Linked DNA regions of Mus musculus: region 1 is linked to region 2. The links are chromatin contacts, called in public promoter capture Hi-C maps. All regions are on one chromosome and are shown on one strand. The core of a region is the stretch at or near the end of the contact, and the rest is flanking DNA. Distances in the headings are between cores, read along the strand shown.

Region 1 (3,254 bases), core at 752-3,251, 140 kb before region 2:
ATGTATAGTTGAGTAACCACGAACTTGATCCCCAGAATCAAGAAGTAAGAAGACAGGGAACTGTCCTACAATGAAGCTATGGCACTGTCATGAGAATGTCTCTCTTTCCAATTTACTTTTTTGTTTCCAATGTATCCCAACCACAGTTTTCTCTCCTTCCATTCCTCCCAGCCTCCCCTCAACTCTGCTCCCCATGCCCTGCCCCCCATCCACTCCTCCTCCATTTCCCTTCACAAAAGAGCAGGCCTTCCAGGGATACCCACTGAATACCATGTAACAAGATACAGTACACTAGGCACAAAGCCTCCTATCAGGGCGGGGGTGGGAGGGTGGGGGGGTGGGCGGGGGGGGGGCGGGGGGCAAGGCCTAGGAAGAAAAAGGGTCACAGGAGCAAGTGAAAGACTTGGAGACAACCCTACTTCCACTGCTAGGAATCCCACAAAAACACCTAGCTAAAAACCACTAATATATATGCTGAGGACCCAGCACAGACCCGCGCAGGCTCCGTGATTACCACAGTAGTCGCTGTGAGCACCTAGGAACCCTGCTTAGTTGATTCTGTGGGCCATGTTGTCCTGGTGCCCTCAACTCTCTGGCTTCTGCAATCCTTTTCTCCCCTCTTCTGCAGGGTTCCCTAAGCTCCAAGAGAAGGGGCATGGTGAAGATCTTCAATTTGGGGCCTCTATCAGCCTTATGTTTGGTTGTGGGTCTCTGCATCTGTCCCCATCAGCTGTTAGTGGAACCCTCTCTGATGACGATTGGACTTCCGGGGGGCTTTCTCTTTCTGAGCCGTTTGTTCCTTGCACTTCACGTTACAAAGATCGGCTTCCAATTGATCCCAGAGTTCCCACAGCCGTCATGTGACAGGGATGGATTTGTGCTGATTCTCGGGACTGGCAAGAAGATTATGGGAGTTACTGGTTACTCTAAGAAGGAAACATTGTATGATAGTAGAGTTAGCATGGGCATTCCTTAATGATAAGCAGAAGACATAGTCTGATTGACCCCAGAAAATTTTTGTTTTGTTTTTGAGATATGATCAGATGTAGCTCAATCTGTCTGGAACTCACTATGCAGCCAAGATGGACTTTGAGCTTCGTCTTTGTTATTGTTGTTTTAAGATTTCTATCTATTTTATATATATATGGTTGTGAACCATCATGTGGTGGCTGGGAATTGAACTCAGGACCTCTTGAAGAGCAGTCAGTGCTCTTAACCACTGAGCCATCCCTTTAGCCCGTTTGTTTGATTTTTTTCCTTAAATCAGTTTTAAATAACTTTTTTGTGTTGTTTGTGTTCAGAATACGTACATCTGAACGTAGGGGGCATGCACACTCACCAGAAAAGGACCTCAGGCATCCTGTTATTTTCCTCTCTGCTTTATTACCCTCAGGTGATCTTCCTGCCTCTGTCAATAACACCCTGGGTTACTCATGGCCATGCCCAGCTTTTTATGTGGAAGCTGGGGATTTGAACTTGGGTCTACATACCTCTTCAGCAAACTCTCTTACCCACTGAGCAACCTCCAAAGCTTAACTCTGACCTTCTGACTCTCCTGCCTTCACTTCCTGTGTGCTGAGATCACCAGCTTATACCAGCAGGCCCAGTATATTTGGTGCTGAGAACGGAACCCAGGGCTTCATGCACATCAGGACAGCATTCTGTTGAGTATCCTTCACCTCTGCATTCTTCTTTATGGATCTACAAGGCCCATAAAGGTTACTAGCCGTGGCTGGAGGGTGGAGGCCCAGAAGAAACTCATGTTTGTATGCCCACATGCATCCTGGCTCAACCTAGCAAGGATGGGATCCCTGCCAGGCAGAATGTAGGAAATGCTCAGCCTCCCTTCCCAGCAGAGACACACAAGCTCTGGCCGGCTGTGCCCTTTCTCTATAGGCTCATATGCTCAGTTCTGGCTGTCTTTGCCTTTTAGCCCTTCCTTCCAGAGTCCCCGACTCACCTATCCGCTGGCCTCTCCTCAGCCTCTGTGGAGGACTGCACATGTGTGTGCAGACACACTTCTGCCACCTGGAGTCCTCTCTGTGTTTCCCCCTCTTTGTCTCATTTTGGTTCACAGCAGGGCTTCACGATTCTCTTGCATTCTGTTAATAAAAATTAAGCAATCAATTTTCTTCCCCTTCATTACATCTAATTCCCTCTCTAACTCAATTATTATTGCAACCCTGGCAAGTGCTTTGCAAGGCAGATGGCAGGAAGGACAGGTTGCCAAAATAAAGGGCATTGTTTGCTGAGGGATATTGTTTCCATGAAAGTGATGACACTTTCCTTCCAAGGATGGATTATTTTTTTTTTCTAAAATCAAATTCGTGTAGCTCTGTTAATGGAATAGGTTCGAGCAAGTGCTGCCAAGAGAAACATAGGCACATACAACAAACTATAGCAGCCATTAAGAGTACTTTATATAATTTAGTAATGTAAAATAATACGATGATATATATCATTTTCTTCGAAAGAAATTAGAATAAACGTATGATGTGACTTTGTGTTCCCAGCCCTTTGAGTTCTAAACTATCTCATTGCAAAGGTGGTTTATTTGGTGCCACAGTGCAGAGCCAGCCTGACAGATTAAGTCATAGTCCTTTATAGTGTTGCTTGGGAAATTTCTGTCTGACTAAGAGTGGCGGATATCCAAGCTCAAGTGCAAGCTCTGATCGACTGATCGATGGGTTGATTGCTATTGTCTGTGCCATTGTGAGAAGTAGGTAAGAAGGCAACGGGCACTCTCTGTAAGGAAACCCCTAAGGAAACTCAGCAAGAGTGGAGGGAAGTGTTCTTCCTCCGGGTTGAACCCTGAAGAAGTTTGGAAGGCTATTTTTTCCTCTTGTGCATGTGTGTGTGTGTGTGTGTGTGTGTACACGCACGTGAGCCTTGTGTGTGTGCTTGCATGTGTGTACATGTGCATGAGTCCTTCCGTGTGTGCTTGCATGGATGTGCACATGCGTGTATGAGCCTTGCCTATTGTGACTCAGGAACTACCCACCTTATTTTCTTGAGGCAGGTTTACTCACTGGCCTAGAACTCAACAAGCAGGATAAGATAGCTGTCCAGTGAGCCCCCATGGGTCCATGTCCTCAATTTACCAGTTTTGAGGTTTCAATTTTTGTCACCTGCCTGGCTTTTGTGTGTTGTATATGGGTTCTGGAGAACTGAACTCTGGCCCACATTCTTGTGCCAAGCACTTTCCCGTCTAAGCTATCATCCCAGCCATTCCCCTTTTGGAGACAGGGGTTTAC
Region 2 (2,943 bases), core at 206-2,705:
CTCTCTCTCTCTCTCTCTCTCTCTCTCTCTCTCAGACAATATGGAAAAGTAAACTCCATTCTGGAAAATGTTGGGAAGTGAGAGGGAAATTGAAGGCTGAGAATCTGATATCAAAACACCAAGAACCTGGAGTAGTACAAGGCTGTCAGATCTTCACTGAGAGTCGGATGGAGGAGGCTGGGCACTGAGAGTCAGATGGAGGAAGCTTTGGCACTGCTAAAGTGAAGGAGAGAATGGGTTGGTGCCTTCCATCATTCACCTTTTGCTTTGCCGCACATTCCCTAGGGCAGGTCATAGCTGACCTAGTCAACCTAGTCCCTCAACCTTCCTCCAGTGCCAAGTCCACTGTGCAAAGCATGGGTAGTGATAGGGTAATGTTACAGACTAGCAGGGGTGAACCTGGAGAACAGGTATGGTGTCCAGCCCCTAAGAACGTCTCCTCAGCCTTCTCCCTTGGATAATATTACCAGTTTCTATCTGCAATTAAGTCAGGGAACCAAAGAGGAACACACACACACACACACACACACACACACACACACACACACACACACCTTATGTAGATGAGTTTCAAGAACCCTTACCACATAACATTTTCTCCCATGCAATGGACTTCATGTGTGATGGGGACTGTTTACCAAAAGAAATCTGTAAGAGCTGTTGGCTGATTGCAACAGTGTGCTATTTCATATAATAAAATGGAAGCAAGAAAGCAATGCCCACCATTGCATTGTGCATATACATCATCATCACCATCACCATCACCTCTGCACTACCCCCAACACCATGCACCAAATCACACCTATCCCGCAAACATAGCACACTATACACACTAATATTCATAGACACACACACACACACACACACACTTCTTGCTTTAAGATTCTGTTTCTATTAATTTGCAGCACACATCAATGACTCTCCTAGCATTTTTAGGCTAATGTATAATTCAGGGACCTAGTACCATGCACTCATAATAGTTAAATAGAATGAAGGAGTCTTAAGTGACTGGGGGGACTGTGCAGCCAGCAGGTAAATGTTGCCTCAGCAATGTGGCTTTGGAAACAAAAGGCAGCACTAACTACAGAACACAGCTCAGCGCCTTCAGCTACTCCCCACGCCACAGAGACACACTTTCAGATCCACTCCCCCTCACATCCTGCTGTAAATCTTTCTGAAGGCTGAGCCTTTACTCCCAGATAATGTGTCTGTCTAGGCAGCTTGCATCAAGTCTTGCTTCGTTAGCAGTTTCTCCGGGCTGTCAACCCTGTTCTCTCTCTGACCCACAGGAGACAGGCAGGTGAACGAACACATTTGACCCACAGTTGGAAGCGGCAACGCGGGCATTCTTCTATTGTGACATCTGCCTGTAAGTTATTCTGATGTCCACAGAGTCAAAGGCAGCTGCGTAGGTTAGAGGGGCCTCAGAAGCCAGTTGGAGGAAGTTCAGGCTCAGAATTGGTACTAGGTAAATAGGAGGCGGGAGCCTGCAGGGGGCAGTCTCCACTGACCTGTGGCCCATTGTGCTCTTGGCTTAGCCAAAATCAATCCGATGCCTCAGCTGCCTCTACACCTACTATCTCAAGGAGGCAGGAAAGGAAAGCCATGTTCCAAGCATCCACACAGAGTTGAGTGGAAGCCTCCTGTAAGCTTTAGGCTTTCTTTCTTGGAAATCGCATCTAAAGGGATACAGATAGAAGTGCTGAGGACCCCACAGCTTTAGCTTCAACCATTTTGTTGGGCTTTCCCAAGATTTGTGTCCAGAATAAGGACAGCATTCCCTTAGGGAAAGCAGCATGCATTGGGGCTCTGAGGACACTTGTCAATGCCAATGTGACTCCTGGTGTTTATCAGGCTTGGGTCTTGCTTCCAGAGAGAAAATGTGGGCCATGTCAAGCAAATGCAAGATCAGAGTAGAGAAGGCTTCGGCTGACTTTAAACCCACACACCCACCTTTACCAGCAGTAGGTTCTTGGGTGCAGCAAATGACCTCAAGGCATCTCAGTTTCACACTTGAAATGGAGACAGTGATAGTACCTGATGGTATTCCTTCTAAGATTCCTCCAGCTCTCTCTCTCTCTCTCTCTCTCTGCCTCTACTTCCTTCTCAATTCCCTTTCCCATGCCCCCAAATAAACTCTATTCTTATACTAGACCTATTGGGTCTAGTATACCCATTGGGTCTAGGTACCTTGGGGGTAGGATGCTTCAGCATGGGCCTGCTGAGGTACCCTCTCCCACCACACCACACCACACCACACCACACCACACCACACCACACCACACCACACTCTACAAAACATATCCTTGGTTTTATAAAACATTTGATTTAGTGTCACGACTCAGATTTACAAACTCGCAGGTTCACATTTCCCACCTTTGCTACAAGCACTTTCCAGACATCGGATTGCTTGACCTATCCATCCAAATACCAGCAAATTGGTAAGCTCCCCCACCACACACACACACACACACACACACACACACACACACACCACTAGTCAGCTTAAACGACCCCTGGTCCCAAGGGAAGGCAGTTGGGCTCACAGCCACCCCCTGCTGTACTTGGGGACAAAGATATTCAGAGTCATGACCCTCTTCCCTGACTCTTCATCCTAGAACCTCTTTCCTTGGGTGAGGTCTCTTTCTCTTCTCAAGACAGTTCCTTTCTAGAGCTATTGGAAAATCCTAGGCCTAGGTAAACCATTCTGCTGCCGCTCATGGCCTAGTTTACCCCATGATGACCTGGTGATCTGGCTTAGATGCTTCCATTCCTAGTTATCATATTTATCCTAATGACACTGGTGTGGGTAATTGATAACTTCTACTCTCATTCAACGGGAATGTCTTCATTGCTACTTCCAGGCTCCCTACTGGGACTCTGGTATTAAAGGCTTCCAAATTCACACCCTAAATTGGGCCCCAATATCCACTAGATAATAAC

Evidence for each region. Promoter capture Hi-C pulls out the DNA fragments that hold promoters and counts their contacts.
Region 1: a promoter capture Hi-C map of hippocampal neurons shows a contact between it and region 2, with 2.4 times the contacts expected there. The contact joins the promoter of Rps18-ps4 here to the enhancer-like site in region 2. A contact is called at or near these places in 7 of 39 promoter capture datasets (the 3T3-L1 cell line, 3T3-L1-derived adipocytes, hematopoietic stem and progenitor cells and 3 more), 3 of 484 Hi-C or Micro-C datasets (the C2C12 cell line, brain and muscle stem cells), 1 of 115 datasets of contacts at active chromatin or transcription factors (embryonic stem cells) and 1 of 9 other capture datasets (pancreatic islet).

The regions. Positions count from the first base shown.
Region 1 is chr13:97,749,859-97,753,112 of GRCm38.p6, reverse strand. Rps18-ps4 (ribosomal protein S18, pseudogene 4) reads right to left here and starts at 2,001. Exons shown (of 3, transcript NR_152263.1): 1 at 1,961-2,001; 2 at 1,544-1,701.
Region 2 is chr13:97,605,858-97,608,800 of GRCm38.p6, reverse strand. It overlaps Gm34087 (a long non-coding RNA gene), which reads left to right. Exons shown (of 5, transcript XR_873831.2): 3 at 36-237; 4 at 1,290-1,369. Among named protein-coding and RNA genes, the nearest start is that of Gm34087, 15 kb to the left of the region's middle. Within about 2 kb of position 1,455, at least 35 of the 459 cell types and tissues checked have an H3K27ac peak or open chromatin away from gene starts, as enhancers often do. A contact at or near this core is called in brain and hippocampal neurons, where this site is marked.